Linked DNA regions of Sus scrofa: region 2 is linked to region 1. A link is a contact called in public Hi-C data. All regions are on one chromosome and are shown on one strand. Each heading gives the region's core, a stretch centred on a gene start, on an enhancer-like site or on the middle of the called end of the contact. The rest is flanking DNA. Distances are from core to core; before and after follow the strand shown.

Evidence for each region. Hi-C and Micro-C count contacts between places; a contact is called where the count stands out from the background.
Region 2: a contact with region 1 is called in a Hi-C map of liver, with 2.6 times the contacts expected there. The contact joins two enhancer-like sites. A contact is called at or near these places in 1 of 5 promoter capture datasets (liver), 4 of 47 Hi-C or Micro-C datasets (all in liver) and 1 of 2 datasets of contacts at active chromatin or transcription factors (skeletal muscle).

Annotation. Positions count from the first base shown.
Region 1 is chr17:26,048,873-26,055,215 of Sscrofa11.1, forward strand. It overlaps DSTN (destrin, actin depolymerizing factor), which reads left to right. Exons shown (of 4, transcript NM_001004031.1): 4 at 257-1,481. The coding sequence ends at 366. RRBP1 (ribosome-binding protein 1) reads right to left here. Exons shown (of 24, transcript XM_021078037.1): 24 at 5,905-6,343. Among named protein-coding and RNA genes, the nearest start is that of DSTN, 53 kb to the left of the region's middle. Within about 2 kb of position 3,994, at least 26 of the 83 cell types and tissues checked have an H3K27ac peak or open chromatin away from gene starts, as enhancers often do. A contact at or near this core is called in liver and skeletal muscle, where this site is marked.
Region 2 is chr17:26,281,038-26,287,380 of Sscrofa11.1, forward strand. No RefSeq gene overlaps it. Among named protein-coding and RNA genes, the nearest start is that of MGME1, 97 kb to the right of the region's middle. Within about 2 kb of position 2,259, at least 25 of the 83 cell types and tissues checked have an H3K27ac peak or open chromatin away from gene starts, as enhancers often do. A contact at or near this core is called in liver and skeletal muscle, where this site is marked.

The DNA.
Region 1 (6,343 bases), core at 2,744-5,243:
CTACTTCTTCCTCTGCAGGGTTAGCAATACCTTGGCTTCTAACACCGTAAAGTAGCTTTGGCTGACTTTGTGTTATACACATGGAAATATTTAGAACATATGCTAATACGTCTGGTTTCTTTTGGTATTACTTTGTGGGAGTTGTGTTGAAGCATGTGGTTACAGATTCATTTATTCTCATTACTGTTTGATATCTTAGAGAATTAGGTAAGCTACTGCTATAATTCTAAATAGAATTGTTGTTTTTCTTCCCTAGGCATAAAACATGAATGTCAAGCAAATGGGCCAGAAGACCTCAATCGGGCTTGTATTGCTGAAAAGCTAGGTGGATCCTTAATTGTAGCCTTTGAAGGATGCCCTGTGTAGATGATCATTCAGTGCCACAGATCGAAAGCTTCCGTGTTCAATGTTATCCTCTTGCTATATAAGTAAAGCAAACACTGAGGCCAGGGACTCACTGAGGGGAGCTGTCTTGTCATTTGTTAGAGTAAACTAACTATTCTATGAACATGTGCACATGGCCCTAAATCAATCTAAACTCTACTTTTTTTGGGGGTGTGTGTGAAAGTCTTATTGGCCAAAATATCTATTTTGATGAGTCTGCTTGTAGAGATTTTTGTTAAGCTCATGATTTTTAATCGTTTCAACGTGTGGTTCATTAAACAATGCAAGGCCATATGAAGAGAATTATTGCATCTTTGTTAACTTCAGCAGTTACTTTGTTTCTTTTGCTTAGAGAATTGGTCATAATCAGTTATATTGGTCATATAATTTTGGCCCAAATTCTTGAGTCTCTGCTGAGCTAACCTGAATAATGGAAAATAATTCTACTCACAACAGGTAACAGCACTAATATGCTAACTACAGTAAGATTAAATCAGGCCAGATTCTACCAGACGTGGATACTGCCTCCAAAACTGTGTGCACTTAGAACCAGCGCTGAGCTTGCAAAGCACTATTTCAAGCACGTAGTTGAAACACAGCAAACAGCTCCTGCACTTGAAGTGAGCTGCTTGCTCACTAGTCAGAAGGCTGTACAGAGAGTGACCTTGCATCTTGGAAATCAGAACATGTACTGTCTTGTACCAACTAATTAGAGTACAAATTAGGGCTCCGTTGTAATATGCTTTATTAGTGGAAATGGTAAGATGGTATATCAACAAGCTGGGTACCTATGCTATCTTTAATTTATCTCCTTTGGAACTGTGTTGCTTCTGGTACAGTAAGGTGTAGAAGAACATTCTGTTTACTCTGGGGCCTGGGAGAACCTCTTTACCTTCCTAGAGCAGTTTGCCGACTGTATGTGATACGGGGACCAGCTATGACGGCAGCATCCACAGGAAGCCACTGCCTGATGACACTTGGAAGTGATTGTCTTTAACATCACAGGCATAACACTCTGAACAGTATAGAGATGCACCAACAGTTGAATTTAGAAGTAGCAGTACTGGCTTTACGTAATAAAGGAAGCATTTTAACTTATCTCTTGTGTAATTATTCATGCGTGAATTGGGGATAAAGGGTTTTGCTTTCTGTGTATGGGGGTAGGTATGGAGATTTGGGTATTTCAGACAGAGTTAAGGTCACAGCTCCCTCCTCTGATTGCATGAAAAAGTTGGTGTAAAAGTTGGGAATTTGTCTCTTAAACATTAATGTTTCTTTTCTCTTAATGTTTCTCTTAAACATTAAGAGTTTATCCAAATGTCAGACCTCTTTTTTTTTTTTTTTTTTTTTTTTTTTTTTTTTTTTTGCCTCCTCTCTAATTTATTTGGGAGGCAGAAAAATATTATGGTTTGATCAAATTACTTTCAAAATTATCTTGAAAATAGTGCTGGCTACCAGTTTACCCATAAGCTACTGGTCATTCTTTCATCCTGAATTTATTTTCTCTACTGCAATGGAATGCTTTTAGTGAATGTGTTAACAGGCCCTGGGGAGGCATTGAGGGCCCAAGACTGCCCTTAAGAAACAGTCTGTAGATAGAGCCAGGAATTGTAGAAGAAGAAAGTCTTTTCTGTGGTTTCAGCTTGTGACATGTGACACCACTTGTATAACCACCGCTCCATGTGCAGGTATGGAGGGTGGGGAGGAAGGTGGGCTATGGGGAGGCTTGTGAACAGTGCACAGGGGTGTGATGTAAGATCAGCTGCTCCCAGCACTCCACTCGACTCCAGAAGTTGGGAAATGCTAACAGTTACTTATATCTCTATCTAGGGGCACTTTTGAGAGAGTCTTTTTGGATTCCTGAGGTTAGGGCCCAAGGATTCTGCTGACAGACTCCAGGTAAATCTGATGCAAAATTACAGAGTTTTTGTAATGGCTCAGCGGGTTAAGAACCTGATTAGTATTCACGAGGATCCTCGCCCAGTTGGTTAAGGATCTGGCGTTGCTGCAAGGTGTGGCATAGGTCGCACGTGTAGCTTGGATCCTGCATTGCTGTGGCTGTGGTGTAGGCTAGGGCTGCAGCTCCAATTCACCCCCTCGCCTGGGAACTTCCATATGCTCTAGGTTTGGCCCTTAAAAAGTTTTGAACTGGAGTTCCCGTCGTGGCACAGTGGTTAACGAATCTGACTGGGAAACATGAGGTTGCGGGTTAGGTCCCTGCCCTTGCTCAGTGGGTTGACGATCTGGCGTTTCCGTGAGCTGTGGTGTAGGTTGCAGACGTGGCTCGGATCCCGAGTTACTGTGGCTCTGGCGTAGGCCAGTGGCTACAGCTCCGATTGGACCCCTAGCCTGGGAACCTCCATGTGCCGCGGGAGCGGCCCAAATAAATAGCAAAAAGACCCCCCCAAAAAAAAAGTTTTGACCTTTTAGCTTGACATTAGTGAGGAATAAAAATACAAGTACACTCTGCTTTCAGCACATTTACACCTTTCACTAGTGTTAACACATTGCAAAAGTGTGTTTGTGGAAAGCTGACTTAAGGTTCATGTAATGATTACTCTTGCGTTCTGAGGAAAAAGCAAACAAAGCCAATGCTAACAAGTTCAGAGCTTGACTACAAAGTTTGTTATTTCAGAAAATATTAATCGCTGAGCAAACAGTGAACATAGTGACTCCAATAGTAAGACCAGGCTTAGTTGGGTGGTTTCCTTTTTCAGAACTCCTCAGTGCTGGCGGGTCCATGCTGGAAGTGTAGCTTCTGTTTCTTCACCAGTTCATGCCTTTTGCACTGACAGACGGATATGCCCAAGGACACAGCACTTGTCATGGTTTAAGGCATTTGTGACATGGGGGAACAGTCTCCAGTCCCAGCCAGGGGAGAAGGGTCACTGCATAGTGGCTGGCAGGGCCTGGGAGGGAGCCTGTAGCCAGCCCAGAGAGGTAAAGTAACTTGCTTAGGGACAGCACAGCTGGATAGTTCAGGTCTCCTTTTCTGGTCCTAAGCTATTTTCATCATGTCCCTGGCAAGTTCTTCATTTCTAACATCTGGAATTGAGTCATTTTGTTTGATTTGGGGAGGGGAGGGAATCGTTCTTTTGGGCTTTGAGTCCTATTAGACCTTCCCCTCTGAGGAAGCTCTTGGGAAGGAGGCATTTGCGGAGTGTCTTGTGTTTTTGCTGCCTACAGGCCAGGCATCCCAGTGGCGTTTGTGCATTTTATTGACCATCATTCAGAGATGACCAGAGGAAGCTAGTCCAAAAAGCTGGCGCCAGCACCGTGGGCCCCATTGATGAGCCCCATGACCCTGCAGCCTCAGGTCAGCCCCTGGAGCCTCTGCAGGGAGGGGTTTACACTAGATGTTTTCAGAAGACTCCCAGCGCTGCCCTGGGTCTGGTTGCAGTCCGGCCTGGGCGGTTGGTCCCCAGGGACTGCAGAGGGAGTTCTGTGCCATATGCAGGACTAGGACCTGTGAATGGCCAGACTGGCAGGCCAGGCTCCTGGGGAACACCAGGGGGCCCCCTCAGCCTCTTGCGCAGGGTCTGTTAAGGGTGACTCCCTCCCCTCCTTGATCTCTCCCCCTCCCCCAGTCTGAGGCTGGAACTCAGCCAGCAGGCTCCTGGCATGCTCACGCTCCCCCTGCTGGCACGGAGCGGCCACTGCTGGGTCTCAGGACAGCTGAGGCGGTGCTGGTGGGGAATGGATGGAGGAAGGGCTTCACCTGGAGCTGCAGGAGCCCCAGGTTCACCCTGCCCAGTGGCCTCCTGTCTTCCTTCCTGTGCTTTTTTCTCCCCAGGTGTCCCCCTTTCCTGTGCCTTCAGGGGGGGCATCTGCCCAGCATAAGGGTTCTCTGTCCTGCAGCCACTGGGGCAGGGGAGCTTCCTGGAAATGCTGGTGCCACTGATGGCGGTCCTGGCTCAGGAACAAGGCTAGCCTGTTTCCCACCAGGGATGACTCCAAGCCCCTGACCTTACGTGAAGCTCCCCGTGAGCGGGAGGATGAGCTGTGTGTCCCTACCCGACACACAGGGCACACGGGAGTGTGGTGTGAGGGGCCATGGTGCATGGCTGCCACACACTTGAAACCCCTTTCCCTCCAGCGGACGCCCAGGCCTCCCGATGCTGGGTCAGCATTAAAGGCAGGCTTGAAGCCTGCTGTGCCTTTTGCCAGGTGAGCTCTCCCTTCTGTGGGGATTCCTTTGCAGGATGAGGAGAAACTCCCCTCCCATGGGGACTGGAAGATGTCACATGAGAACCAAGCATGGGGCTGGGCATGTGGTGGGTGTCAGCAGTTATGGGTCATTTCCATAACTTCTGACACCATAACTTATATAACTTCTGACACTTTACTTTCCATCTGTCAGAAACCGTGGCCTAGAGCCCACGTCCTGCAGGCTCCTTGACCAGAGAATCTAGAACAGTTACAAGTTTCTCCCCTTGCTTAAAAACCTCAGTGGCCCCTGCAGCTTGCCCCCTTTGCCTTCATAACCTGGCTCCACGAAGTCTTCCTGCCTTACCCCCCGAGCCCCTGGCAGCTCTTTACCTCTGCACCTCTGTTCCCTGGGCCTGGATCCCTTCTCCCCGCCTGACAAACATCTGCTTAGCTCCAGCTTATGCTCATATCTCTGAGGAGACTTCCCAGAATTTCCAGCGCCCTGATCCCAACAGTCACAACACACAAGAGTCACAACGGCAGACAGGTGGTCCCTGAAAGCCAGGACCAGGTCTTGGTCATGCAGACTGAGGTCAGCACTGCCCGGCCCCAGGCAGCGGCTGGCATGTGGAGCCGCTGGTGGCTACAGGACACACTGCACCATGATGCTTCACTTTTGCGACAACCACCCCAGAGAGGCGTCAAACCCACATTCGACAGCCCCAGGCAGGTGGTGAGACCTCAGTTCTCAGGCACCCTCCCGTGGGCACCCCCACCCTTGTATCTGGCTACACTTGCTGTCAGGGCCTTGGTCCCCCCAGCCAAAGTTCAGCCCCTTCAGCGCCTGTCTCCCAAGATTCTGAGTCTTGGGACTGAGCTGAAAGTAGGATTGGCTGTGCCGCCAAGACCCGTGACTGCTACAAGCTCCTGTGACCCCACCTCTAAATCCATTTGTTTGAGCTTCAGGTTCCCTACAAAGCCCTCCCCCCCCCAACACATCATAACCAAAGATTCTCTGGGGTCACAGGAAGTTAAGGTGGCAGCCCTCCTGCATTGTGGACGTCTGCCAGGGTTGCAGCCAGAAGGACGGAACTCCTGGTTCATGCCCAGAACTCACCTCACAGCCTAGGGCACCCCACAGCCTCTCTAGGTAATCTCAGCTCTTGGGGGGTGGGGACTGTGGTCACTGCATGAAGTCATCTAGCATCACAGGTCCCACTCCCTCATCCTGCCCTGTGGGCATGGGGACCTGGGTGACATGACAGGAAAGGCACCGGGGACCAGGAGCCATACTTGTTGGCTCCCCTGGTTCCTCGACCCGGCTCAGCACCAGCTGCGGGAACCCCCACAGAAGACCAGGCAAGACCGAAGCGCCAGGCGACACATGGGTTTTAATGGCATTAACATCTGGGAGGTCACACTTCAGTTCTGGTGGTAACTTCTTCCAGGGGTGAAGGCTGCTGTCTCGCTGGGCTGTGACCCTCCAGTCTGCTCCGCAGCCTCTGAGACTCACCTCCTGGACTGCCCACCACCTGACCCCCAACCCCATGAGCGACAAAACAATTGCACTGATTGACACAGAGATACCCAGAGGTCCCGGCCTCCCCAGCACACTGCCCAGGTCTGTCACACAGCTGATGAGGGCTTTGGCGTCTGCTGGCCGGTGATCCCGGGCTGGTCCTGGGGAATAGTGTTTATCCAGCGTGACAAAGGTTCTCTTACAAACTGGGGTCTGGAAGATCTATTTCTGATGCTAAGAGACTGTCGTCTCTAATGGCTTCTCAGAGCTACCGAAGTTGGGCCCGGATAT
Region 2 (6,343 bases), core at 1,009-3,508, 230 kb after region 1:
CAACCCCTAGGCTGGGAAATTCCATATGCCATGGGTGCAGCCCTAAAAAGCAAAGAGAGAGAGGGAGAGAGAGAGAGAGAGAAAGAAAGAAAAAGAAAGAAAGAAAAAGAAAGAAAGAAAAGAAAGAAAAGAAAGAAAGAAAGAAAGAAAGAAAGAAAGAAAAAGAGAGAGAGAGAAAACTGGGGAGAAACTGCAAAGCCCTGTCACAAAGGACCATGGTTACAGGGAGCAGAGAAGGACGGTCACAATGTTCACAGATGATCTTCCCCAGATGTCCTTTTTAAATCCTTCTGGTAACAATGTAGGGGCTCCAGACCCCTTAGAAAAAATGTGGAATAGAATAGTCCATCTAAGCGGATCCTGATGTGCACCTGCTACATGCAAGCCTTAAGCTTTAGCAGTGGTGAGCTGGAGCCCATAAGGACTGGTGGTGAGTGCCAACTGCTAAATACTCAGGAATTTGGTGAGCCCATTGTTAAGACATCATAGCTTGAAATTGGCCACAGTGGGAGTATTTACACCCTGGGGATTAGCAAGCACTACAAATCAAAGAGCTGGTGTAGCAGTACACTACAGCCCTCAGGCCAAGACAGACATTTCCCCTTCCAATTTAGTGAGTAAGATGGACAGATACACAGTGAAAGATTATAACACACTAGTCAGAACACCATGAGTGCAGTACAAGAAGGAAATGGAGAGACTGGATAGAGACTCATCGTTCCTGGGAAGTGGGGATTAGGTAGGGCATCATGGAGGAGGTGGCCTTTTAACTGGGAGGATAAAGAAAGACTGCCTCAAACGGAGGTAAGGCTGCAGCCTGAGGGGGCAGCACAGGCAAAGGCAGAGAGTGGGGTTGACGTCACAAGCCTACTGTTTAGTATGAGTTTGGCTTCCAGTGACAGAAGTTTGTCCCCACCACAATCTTGGGAAGTAAGTGGTCCAGGCAAACACACCCCCTGTCCCCATCAGCCCCTTCCCCCACCTGCTTCTAGAATCTCCGAGAACAGGTGCCAAATATTTTCCCCCCTCCCTCCCCTTCTTGGCAGCTCTGGGTGGCCCGTGGGCCCTGGCTTTGATACCCAGCTGTGTAGGCTTGGACGAGTTACTTCATCTTTCCAAATCCTGTTTCTACCTCGGTAAAATGGATCAAAAGTTACTCCAGGGTCACCAGGATTCAGGGGGTAATGGCTGTGCAGAACTTAGCACAGTGGCTGATCCCTAGGGTGGACACTTGGTGGGGGAGGGGGAGGTGCGTCTGTGTGTGTGTTGTGTTGGGTGTTATGTGTGTGGGAGAGAAACAGAGAGATAGATCTGTTCTCTCCTTCTTTCTATGCCCTGGCCAACCCCTCTCGGCCTCCTCCATCTGCTCTCCTTCCCAGGCTTGGGGGGCAGGGGGGCAGACAGCCATGACGGAGAGAAGGTGCAGGTGGCCTGGCCTTGTGGAGGTTCGTTCTACATGGGCAGCTGTGCCAAACCTTGATCACATCAGTCCGGTTTCACTGGAGTAGCCACTTCAAACAAAGGGCTCATGGGGACATTTGGCTCCACCCCCAGCCTCCACCCTATCCTCATTGGTCCACAGCCATGCACCCCAGGAAGGGGTTCTGCCAGCCACACCCACCTGGAAAGGCCCCTTTGGGAAACAATGCTGACCCCTCCAGGGACAAGAGGTAGGGTGTCTGGTCGTGGCAGGGCCCAGGTACAAGTGTGCAGGGCATGAGGGCGGAAAGTTGGCTGGGTCTGTGATCCAAGCAAATATTTGGCAGGTCAATGGTCAAGGCTGACCTTGATGGTTCATCACTGGGCCCTCAGGAAGTGATGTCAGGCTGCTCGCCCCCACACCTCCTCCCACTACAGTGATCAGTGTTTCTAGCCAGGGTCAGGGGCCCACCATCTTCCCAGCCCCTGGCCTGGAGCCCCCCTGCCTTGCCTATCTTGCCCCAGCAGGTCCCAGAACAAATCATTTTCTCCCCCTGGAGTGAGCCATCTGGGGAGGCCAGCATCCAGCACTCCACCTCCCTCCTGAAGAGAGGCCAGTTCCCTTGCTCGCCCCCAGACCCCTCAGCACACATCTCTGGCCCCCACCCACTGGTGAGACTGTCCCTTTCCAAGCCCCTGTGGGAAGCAGCCTCAGAGGGAGGCGAGGGAGCGGGACACCCGGCCCTTGCGGGCCCCCAGGGCTAGAGAGGGAGTCCTGGGCTTTCTCAGAACGCCGCTGAGCGCGGCCCCAGCCAAGAGCCAGCAGCGCAGCCCTGCCTCTCTGAGCGCTTTGTTCCACTTACTGGAGGGCTAAAAATACCCTGGCACTGCCGAGCCTGTCCTCGAGAGCCCAGGGGAGCTGGCAGCGGGAGCAGTTATCCAGCACCTGGCACAGTTAGAAGCAGAAACGCAGTCCCTCTTTCAGCGCAGAATAAGCCGGCCTCCCAGGGGACACCCCACACACACCCCAATCCGCCCCGCTTGGCCTCCAAGACGCTCCCTTCTGTTCCTTCCCCTTGCCCCTGCTTCCTCGCTCCTTCCCCAGGCTGGACTACCTTCATCCCTGGCTGGAGCCACGACTGTGCTTGGACACGTGTCAGAACAGCAGCTCCCCAGAGGAAGGCTCAGGGAACCCCAGGTTCCTCTCACGAGCCAAGATTAGCAGCCAGGCTCCCGATGGAAGTTCCTGTCTTGCCATCCTGCCTGTTGGTCTCCATCTTCTCAGGACCTCAAGCCTCTTTGAGAAGCTGGTGAAGGCTATGGCCCCAGGGCACCTCTCTCCAAGCAAATGGAGGGGATGTATGGGCAGTATGAACCCCAACCAGGACCCCCCACATCCCCAAGTGAGGAGCCCTTCATGTGCTGGAAGCCGGGCCCTAAGCCACCCTCTGAGATGAAAAGATGGAGAGATGGGTAAGAGGGAGGAGTGGCCGGCAGACAAATACAAGCCAACTCATGAGGGTGGGGGTGGGGGAACCGCAAGGGCTACAGGATTGGGGAGTGGGAGGGGAACAGGGTGCATTAGAATGGGATTTTTAGGAGTTTCCATAGTGGCCCAATGACTAGGAACCATGAGGTTGCAGGTTCGATCCCTGGCCTTGCTCAGTGGGTTAAGGATCCAGTGTTGCCGTGAGCTGTGGTGTAGGTCACAGATGTAGCTTGGATCTGGCTCGGATCTGACATTGCTGTGGCTGTGGTATAGGCTGGCAGCTACAGCTCTGATTGGACCCCTAGCCTGGGAGCCTCCATATGCTGTGAGCGTGGCCCTAAAAAGACAAGAAAGAAAGAAGGAAAGGAAGGAAGGAAGGAAGGAAGGAAGGAAGGAAGGAAGGAAGGTAGGAAGGAAGGGAAGGATTTTGAAGGACAGACAAGATTTAAACAGAGAGCAAACATAGAGAACTTGTGCTCACCGCAAGGCATGAAAAAACAAACTTGTTTGGAAGCAGGGCCAGTCTAGGGACTTGTACAAGGTGTGATTTTCCACTGCTGTGTAACAAGCAGCACCCATTAATGATCTTGCAGGTTCCCTGTGTCAGGGTGAGCACCACTCTGCTGCGTCTCTGCTCAGGAGCTGTGAAGGTGTCAATTGGAGCTATAATCCCCCTGAGGCTTGGGGTGGGGGGGAATCTGTTTCCGGTTCTATGAGGTGATTGGCAGAATTCACTGCCTTGCAACTCCACGACTGAGGCCCTTGGCCACCTGAGCTTGAGGTGGCCTTGGGGTCCTAGAGGCCTTGGAAGTTCCCAGAGACTGCCCCAGGGCCCCGCCTTATAAATTGGCTAAGACAGAATCTTATATAAGGTAACTTGATCAAGGGTGTGACATCTCTCTGCCTTTGCCATATTCCATGTCTAGCAGCCATCGCAGGTCCTGCCCACACTTCTGGGGAGCGGATTATACGGGGTGGGGGGGGGGTGGGGGGGGAACAAGCCCTTGCACAATTCTGCCGAGCACCCTAAGACTTAGCTGGAAGACAAGGTTAGAGCCTAATTGAGAAGGCCCTTGAAGGCTACTCTCAGGAGTAAGAGCTTGAATCTGTGGGAGACAGGAAGGCATTGAAAGGGGGTGGGAGGGAAGGATGAGAGTGGAGGTACATCATTGCCCTTTGGGAAGGTGGTGACCATGGCTCCAGGGGAGAGGATGAGGGGCTGTGGCCACGGGGATGGAGAAGAAAGACCCAATATCCATGGGGCTGATCCTCATTTCCTTTTGGCCTCTTTTCAAATGTCACCTGGTCGGTAAGGCTCTCCCTGTGTACCTGACATAAAATGATCACCTGCCTCTTCTCCCAACCCCTTACCCAGCCTTATTGTCTCCTGGCTCTTAGCACCATTGGTTACGCTCTGTCTTCGCCTATCTGCCAGCTTATTGTCTTTCTCTCCCCTCATAGACGGTAAGAACCTTGCTTGGCTTACTGAAGTATCTCCAGCCACTGGAACAGTACATGCTCAATAAATAGTTGCTAACTAAAAGGATGAATGGATGGAGAATTGAATAGGTTCAAGAAATTCTAGCAACAGACTTACTAGAACTCCATACGGTTAAACTGGCAGCAGAAGAAGGATGCACGGGTGATGTGCTGAGGTCAGTCGTGTGAGATTGCAAGGTGATGCCCAGCATCCCCATGGGAAGGGGTGGGTCAGACGGGAAGTAGACACAGTCCAGCGGATCCAAGATGGTTGGGACCAGCCAGGTCAGGGTATCTAGTGAGCAGTTGGAGCTATGAGATTCAGAGCTCATGACATAAGTAAGAAACAAAGAAATAGATTTCACAGTCCCTGTGAAGAGGGGATAGATAAAGTCATGAGAGTAAATGACAGAATAGGACGAGGGATGTGTCTGGAAATAAGGAGCCATTCTGAGCGGTAGGAGAAGATGTGGGGGCACCACAGGAAGGGTTCCTGGAAGGAAGGAAATTGATCATGTTCAGTGCTGCAGAGAGGCCAAAGAAGCCAAGAACTGAAGGGATCTGGTGGCGAGAGGGCCGCTGGTGACCACATGAGAGCAATATCAGAGGAGTGGAGAAGTCCAGGTCAGTGAGAGGCTGGGTATCAATGAGGGTGGGTACCAATCCCTTCTTCAAGGAGAGACATGGGCAATGCTGAGAACAGACTTGACCACAAGGAAGGGAGGAGGGGGAGGAGAGAATGGCACCCGGAGCGCATGACGGAGAGCCTGGGAGGGACCAGAGTTGCTGTCCTAGGAGTTCCCACTGTGGCACAATGGGATCAGCAGCATCTCTGCAGCACCAGGACACAGGTTCGATCCCTGGCCGGGCACAGCAAGTTAAAGGGTCCAGTGTTGCCACAGCTGTGGCATAGGTTGCAACTGTGGCTTGAATCTGATCCCTGGCCCAGGAACTCCATATGCCGCAGGGTGGCCAAAAAAGAAAAAAGATGAGTTCCTTTCATGGCTCGGCAGTTAGCAAACCCAACTAGCATCCATGAGGACATGGGTTCAATCCGTGGGTTAAGGATCCGGCATTGCCGTGAGCTGAGGTGTAGGTCGCAGACACTGCTCGGATCCTATGTTGCTGTGGCTGTGGCATAGGCCAGCGGCTACAGCTCCAATTCAATCCCTAGCCTGGGAACCTGCGTATGCTGTGGGTGTGGCCCTAAAAAGACAAAAGATAAAAGATAAAAAAAAGTTGCCAGCCTAAAAGCAGACACCTAGCAGATGCACCTGTGCTGCCCTGCCCGGGTCTGCCCAGCCCTCCCACCAGTGGGACATAGGTGGGCACAAGAAGAGCTGAAAGGAGAGATGTGGGTGGAGGACACATGAATCTGCCCCGACCTTGGCCTTGAATGAACTGTTCAGAGAAGCTTAAAAGAGAATCCTCAGGGGAACTGAGGGGTCTGAGGGCTCCTCGTTGCCCATGGAACATCTTGCTTTCACCCTTTGCTCTAGGATTGGAACCCATTATAGCCCAGTGGGCAGATAGCTTTTTTTTTTTCCCCTGCAACATGCAAAAGTTCCCAGGCTAAGGACTGAACCTGTGCCACAGCAGGGAACCGAGCCACCTTAGTGACAAAGCCAGATCCTTAACCACTAGGCCACCAGGGAACTCCCAGATGGCATTCTCAAAAAACAGCCACAACAGTATCTCCCGTCCCAGGTGCTCTTTGTGACCTTGACACACTCCCATTGAGAGGTGAGCTGTGACTCTCCACCTTGAACTTGGTGGGCCTTTGTGGCTCAGCTAGTGGCGTCACAGTGGGTGACCTCATCCTTGAGGTTGGACCTCACAGCTGCACAGGGCCATGTACATCCAAAGGTTTCTCTCTCTGGAGATGTGTCTTTAAAGCCCTGAGCCACCCTGTAACAAGTCTGATTTAACCTAAAACCACCATAAAGAGGGACCCTT